Linked DNA regions of Sus scrofa: region 2 is linked to region 1. The links are chromatin contacts, called in public Hi-C maps. All regions are on one chromosome and are shown on one strand. Each heading gives the region's core, a stretch centred on a gene start, on an enhancer-like site or on the middle of the called end of the contact. The rest is flanking DNA. Distances are from core to core; before and after follow the strand shown.

Region 1 (3,351 bases), core at 455-2,954:
CATCTGTGAGGATGTGGGTTCCATCCCTGGCCTTGCCCAGTGGGTCAGGAATCCCACATTGCCAAGAGCTGTGGTGTAGGTTGCACATGCAGCTTTGATCTGATGTTGCTATGGCTGTGGTGTAGGCCAGCAGCTGTAGCTCCAATTCAACTCCTAGACTGGGAACTTCCATATGCTGTGGGCGCGGCCCTAAAAAGCAAAATGAAACAAAAACAAAAATAAGACCCAATTATATGTTGTAACAAGAAACCCACTTTAAATATAAAAACATATACAGATGAAAAGGAAATGGAAACATTACCACATTAGGAGTTCCCGTTGAGGCATAGTGGTTAGCGAATCTGTCTAGGAACCATGAGGTTGCAGGTTCGATCCCTGGCATTGCTCAGTGGGTTAAGGATCTGGCGTTGCAGTGAGCTGTGGCGTAGGCTGGCAGCTGTAGCTCAGATTCGACCCTTAGCCTGGAAATCTCCATATGCCGCAGGAACAGCCCTAAAAAAAAGCTAAAAAGAAAAAATTATAGGGCTATTTCAGATGGAAAGGTTTATTTGTTTCTGTCTGTTTTCACGGGCTTTTAAAATTATTTTTGTTTTACAATTTTATTTTGTTTTATACTTTTTTTTTTTTTTTTTGCCTTTCAGGGCTGCATCTGTGGCATATACAAGTTCCCAGGCTAGGGGTCTAATCAGAGCTGTAGCCACAGCAATGTGGGATCTGAGCCACGTCTGTGACCTACGCCTAAGCTCAGGCAACGCAGGATCCTTAACCCACTGAGGCCAGGAATTGAACCTGCGTCCTCATGGATACTAGCCGGGTTCATAAACCACTGAGCCACGACTGGAACTCCTGTTTTACAGTTTTAGACTTGCCATGAAAATGAAAGTTCACTCACACAGGAAGCAGAAGCACATAATGTTAAAAGCTTCATGTTCTTTTCACTTAGTGGCTAGGGCACATCAAAAGATAGGTCTTAATACTGACACACGTCCAAGAAAGATTCAGAGATAGATACTTAGAAAAGGAAGGAATTTACTTGCAAAAGTGCAAGGTAGTCAGACTGAAGAACAGATTTGCCAAATACAAGTACTTAAAGATTAAAAAAAACCCTGCAAAATTAGTATAGTTACCATAGCCTGTTCATGGTAGAGAAACAGTAACTTTCCCACATGATTTTCTTTTTCTTTTCTTTCTTTTTTTTTTTTTTTTAGGGCCTCACCCATGGCACATGGAGGTTCCCAAGCTAGGGGTTGAATCGGTGCTGTAGCCACTGGCCTACACCACAGCTCACGGCAACGCCAGATACTTAACCCACTGAGCGAGCCCAGGGATTGAACCTGCATCCTCATGGATCCTAGACAGATTCGTTTCCGCTGAGCCACGACGGGAATTCCCCCACGTGATTTTCATATGCACAAAAGTGATAAAATACGGTTACAAACCAGCAAGGCAAATATTAGGGATAACAGTGGGAGCGATCCAAAGCATTATTCAAGTTATTATTATGTGGGGAATCAGAACAGGCCAGGATGATCCTGCAGTTTTTGGAGTACCTACTGTGAAGCTGGAAGCAGGCAGAGTCAGATTTTGCTTTAACACACCTGTCAATCCTCTAGGCTGATTCCACCCAGAGGAGGAGGGCTCAGCGCACCTGATCTTCTGCGCACGCTCCGTCCTGGCTCCAGGGGGCGGGGCGAGGCCACGCGAGGACTTGTGGGATAGCTCAGGAAGGCGGGGCCGGCGTGAGTAGCTGAGAGTCGGGCGCGGCGGTTGTGGGGCCGGTAGTGGCCTGGTGAGGTGAGCCAGCTTTACGGTTGTCACTTTTTGCGAGGGAGCTACGGCAGCAAGGAGGCTTCTGGGGTCTCCCCGCAGGAGGAGGGTTTGCTGCTGTGGGTACCGGGAGAGACCGAGAAGGCCAGGGCGGGCGGCGGGGGCACCGCGTTGGGGCGGCGTGGCGGTGTCCAGGGTAGCGGCGCACTGGGGAGCGAGTTCGGGAGGCCAGTCCCTAGACGGTCAGCTTTGCTGGGGGTCTCTCCACCCTGGGTGCCGCGGGCATTGGTCGGTTTGTGGTGGTCAGGGCCGCAGACCCACCCTCCCGAGACCTCTGTGGGGCCCGCCCCCTTTCGGCGGGGGTGTGCAATGCTCGCTCGGATGTAGAGTAGAAAGTGATACCTCCAGGCGCTGGAAGTTTCTGGTTGCGTGCCTGGATACAGGTTCTGTGGGAGCAGAGAGGTGATGGGTGAAATGGAAAAGCTTTCTACTTCCTACAGTAACTCAATGCCTTGTTACGCTTTTATTCACGTTTTTTGAGCCCCCCCCGCAAAGCATTGTTCTAGTTTTATTTTTTTCATGAGATGTACATATATGATCAAATATGGGCACTGCCTGAAAGAAGCTTAAACTTTAGTTTCTGGGCCATGACTAGGGGTCTTATCTGTCGTTGCAAACATCTTTTCCTCCAAGAAGAATCATTTTTCTAGTCTCCTCTATCTTTCCCTCCAAACCTACTGCACTTTTTGGGCACCTTGCCCCATCACTCATCCCCTTTCCTATATCTTTTTTTTTTTTTTTTTTTTTTTTAGTTTTTTGAAATATAGTTAAGTTACGAGGCTGTGATAGTTTCTGCCGTACTTCAAAGTGAGCCAGTGATACATGCACACATATCCATTCTCTGATTCTTTTCCCACATAGATTATCACAGTATACTCTGTAGAGTTCTCTGCACTGTACAGCAGGTTCCTGTTGGTCCATGGTTCTGTATACCTCGGTGTGCATATGCCAGTCCCAGACCCCCAGTCCGTTCCCCGCCTCCCCACCTGTCCCCTCCTGTATCTTCTTTTACCCTGTTTCTCACTGCCCCCCTCCACCCATACTCCTGAGCAATTTTAGGTTATGAAAGGCAAAATTATGCTGATCTCCGTTATGTCTTATTTACTCAGCTCATTTTATCTCTGTTCCTAAAAAAATTCCATTAAAACTGTATGTAATCGGGAGTTCCTGTTGTGGCTCAGTGGTAATGAACCCGACTAGTATCCATGGGGATGTGGGTTTCATCCCTGGCCACAATCAGTGGGTGGGGGATATGGCGTTGGCTATGAGCTGTGGTGTAGGTCGGAGATGCAGTTTGGGTCACAAGTTTCTGTGGCTATGGCGTAGGCAGGCCGCTGCAGCTCCAATTAGACCCCTAGCCTGGGAACTTCCACATGCCTTGGATGTGGCTCTAAAAAGACAAAAAACAAACCAAAAAACTGTGTAATCTTTATATGACTAAACAAATTTAACGTACATTATTTCTCCTGTATGATCTCTGCGGTATTTGGCATTGTTAAGTATCTTTTTGAAAATTCTCTTCTG
Region 2 (3,716 bases), core at 352-2,851, 75 kb before region 1:
GCAGCCCAGCGGGGTGCCTGCCCACACTTCCTCAGAGACCCCCACAGGGCACTGCTTGGTATCGTTGGGCCTGTGTTTACCTATGCCCCTCCTGTAAGGCAGAAACCTCACCTCCAGTCCTTCTCTACCCAGGGATGGCACGCAGTAAACTCGGGGGCAATGAGCAAATCTAGTTATTTTTAGTTAGTCCGTGTAGGGCTCTTTTGGCAGAGGAGTTTCGTTATGGAATAAGAGAGCCTCCTTCAAAGTATTATCTTTACATGCATTTCTTTCCCAGAGTGCTTTTCCCACACTTATTTGATGTAGCACCCTAACTCTGGGGAAGCTGTTTATTTACACTAAGCCTCAGTTTATGCCTTACCTGTAAAATGGACACAATAAGAATGCCTATTTCATAGGCCTCATGTAAGGGTTAAAAGAGAAGGTGGAAGCCGTTTGCGTAACCTAGTGCCTGACACATAGAAAGCATTTTTAAAAATACGTTAGCAGGTAGAAATAACGTTTTGCCTTCACACAGAGAGGGTTAATAACACACCCAAAGGTGCACAGCGAGCAAGCAGTGTGTTGCTGAGCCTGGGACCTCCACCAGCGCACTGACATTCTTAACTCCAGGACATGCCTCCCCTGCCCTTCTTGAGGCACAGAAAGCTTTGTTGGCCGGGTGTAGCAGATCTTGGCCCAGGACCGCAGCAGAACGGTGGCAAAGAGACACCACTGTTGTCTGAAGACAATGTCCAGTTTCCATCAGATCCCTAGCGCAGTCCTCGGGCTGCGTCCGCTGAGGACTCTGCTGGGGGTGGGCTCCACCCTGGAAGGAGGGAGGTGGGCTTCTCCGGGAACCCCCCCAGCCCTCCTTTCCACTTAGCAGCTTCTCAGCCCTCACCTAGTCCTCGGGGCAGGGGCGCTTGAGGGGCAGGGATCCCCCAGAGCAAGTGTGTGTTTGTGTGTGTGTGAGAGATCTTTACACCTGGTCGCGCGAAAAGGGTGGCAAGAAGAGCCGGCGCGCAGGAAGGACGCTGTCATCGGACCCCGGGTGGAGGGCGGTCCGGCTAACCCAGGGGCGGCGGGGCTGGTGCCAACGGCAGAGACCGCACCTCTGCGCCCGGGGCCTCGGGTCTCCGAGGTCTCCGGAAGATGCCCAGGAGTCCGGGCCCGCCCGGGGCCTGCGCTGCCCACGGCCCGTTTTGGGTAAACACCCCACCCGCTCCCGGGGGAAGCGCCGCCCGCGAGGGGCTTCTCGGAGCACCCGCCCGCGCCTCCCCGCAGCCGCGCGCCCGAGCCGCCGGAGCCGGGAGCCGGCGTCCCCCGCGCCCAAGGGGTACCTGCGAGCCCCCCCATGGCCGCGGTCCCCGGCTGTTTGTAGACCACCGTCCAGACGAGGAAGATGGAGAAGCCGGCCACGGAGCTGAGGCCGGAGTAGGCGGCGCGGAGGCCGAGCTGCAGGCGGGAGGGGGCCATGGGGCCGCGGGCGCCGGGCGCGGAGAGCGAGCGCCGCCGATGGTCACAGGTGCAGGGCCCGGAGCGGGAGCCGGGAGCCGGGAGCCGGGAGCCCAGCCGGAGCCGCGCGCCGCCCGCGCTCCGCCCCCGGCCCGCCCCCCTCGCGGCCCGCACAGCGCCCTCCGCGGCCGGAGGCCGTCCGCGCCCGGAACCACAGCCGCCAGCGCGTCCGGGCCGTGGCCTTGCGTCCTCAGGCCCCTGAAGGTTTGGGGATGCCGCCGAGGAAGGCAGGTTCCGGGGCTCGTCCTCTGAGCTCCCAGATCAGGATATTTGGGCCTCGGCGTTTCTACAAACCAACTGCAGTGCCTCCTTTGAACGTTTCTCTCTCAATAGGAGGCACGTTCTCGCCGAAGTTTTCCGAGGTAAATTTCTTGTTAAAAAGTCAATATATGAAAATTAAGGAATATGAACGTACGCAGTGAGTATGAGTCCTGCCGCCTCTATCCATCAAGTGCCCGCTTCCAGCGTGAAGCGATTCTCCGAAGAGTCTTCTCATGGAACCCCTGGCCATCACCTTCTAACCTCCAACATCCCACTCTCACGGGCAGCTCCCCTCTCCTTTCACCTTCCCAAGTCCATCGCCCACCCCCAGTCTACCAAGTATCCCTCCCATCAGAGTCATACAATTCTAGGGTAGTAACGAATCTATAGCAGTTGTACCCTGAGCTCCCACTGAGGGCCCAGCCTCACCCTGGGAGCCAGCTGGGAAATTCAAAACAAAACAAAACACACAGGCCTCAAGCTTATCTAGAGGAGGCTCAAAATAAGTAGCCAGTACCTCTTGTGTTTATTTCCTTTTGCATCTGTAACACATTACTACAGATCTGGTGGCTCCAAAGAGCACATTTATTATCTTACAGTTCTATAAGTCAGGTGTCCAAAAATGGAAATCAGTAGGCTAAAATCAAGGGGAGATGGGTCTTCCTTTTGGAGGCACAAGGGGAAAATCTGTTTCCTTGCCTTTTCCGGCTTCTAGAGCCACCAACATCCCTTAACTCCTGAATGTCTTTCTTCATCTTTAAGGCCCGCAATCACATCCCTCCGACCTCTGCTTCTGTTTGCTTCTTTTTTTTTTTTTTTTTGTCTTTTTGTTGTTGCTATTTCTTGGGCCGATCCCGCGGCATATGGAGGTTCCCAGGCTAGGGGTTGAATGGGAGCTGTAGCCACTGGCCTACACCACAGCCACAGCAACGCTGGATCCGAGCCACGTCTGCAACCTACACCACAGCTCACGGCAACGCCAGATCCTTAACCCACTGAGCAAGGGCAGGGACCGAACCCGCAACCTTATGGTTCCTAGTCGGATTCGTTAACCACTGTGCCACGACGGGAACTCCTGTTTGCTTCTGTTATTACATCTCCTTCACGCTTGCGAACTCTGCTGCCTCCTTCTTTTCCCTTGTAAGGACCCTTGTGATTAAAAACCTTGATAATCCAAAATAATTTCCCCACCGTAATCACATCTGCAAAATCTCTTTTGCCATGTAAAGGGAAACATATTCACAAATTCTGGGGATCAGGACATTGACATCTTGGGGCGCCATTATTCTGCTACCACATCCCCCTGGAATGTAATCTCCACGAAGAGCGACTGTGCCTCTTTTATTTATTTATATATTTATTTATTTATTTTTATTTAAAAATTTTTCTTTTTAGGGCCGCACTGCAGCATAGGGAAGTTCCTGGGCCAGGGATCTAATCCGAGCTGCCGCTGCCGGCCTGCGCCACGGCCACAGCAACACCAGATCCGAGCCACATCTGCAACCTGCTAAGCAAGGCCAGGGATGGAATCTGCATCCTCACGGACACTATGTCATGTTCTTAACCCGAGGAGCCACAACGGGAACTCTAAATGGGCCTCTTTTATTCATACCAACACACAGAAGCATTCCAGGCACATAGGAACCCCTTAATAAACCTGTGGCACAGATGAATGTGCGTGAAGGAAGGTAAGAATTAAATAGCAATAAAAGGAATCATACACAAGAAATCTAGGCAGGGCATGATTAATTGTCCAATACGTGATGTAAACCACATTTGCCTCACTTCAGAATAATGTGGGGAGCTGCTTAATGTAAAAAATAAATAAATAAATAAAAATAAAAAGACCCCCAGGAGTTCCCGCTGTGGTGAAACAGGATGGGCGGCGTCTTGGGAGCGCTGGGACTCAGGTTCAATACCCAGCCCAGAACACCGGGTTACTTGCCGCAGCTGCGGCT

The links. Hi-C and Micro-C count contacts between places; a contact is called where the count stands out from the background.
Region 2: a contact with region 1 is called in a Hi-C map of heart right ventricle, with 2.0 times the contacts expected there. The contact joins the promoter of SLC48A1 here to the promoter of RPAP3 in region 1. A contact is called at or near these places in 14 of 47 Hi-C or Micro-C datasets (alveolar macrophages, blood, embryonic fibroblasts and 8 more) and 2 of 2 datasets of contacts at active chromatin or transcription factors (alveolar macrophages and skeletal muscle).

The regions. Positions count from the first base shown.
Region 1 is chr5:78,064,605-78,067,955 of Sscrofa11.1, reverse strand. It overlaps RPAP3 (RNA polymerase II-associated protein 3), which reads left to right and starts at 1,704. Exons shown (of 18, transcript XM_021092589.1): 1 at 1,704-1,794. It overlaps LOC110260775 (a long non-coding RNA gene), which reads right to left and starts at 2,522. Exons shown (of 3, transcript XR_002344182.1): 1 at 1,599-2,522.
Region 2 is chr5:78,139,105-78,142,820 of Sscrofa11.1, reverse strand. It overlaps SLC48A1 (heme transporter HRG1), which reads right to left and starts at 1,601. Exons shown (of 3, transcript XM_021092605.1): 1 at 1,323-1,601. The coding sequence starts at 1,458.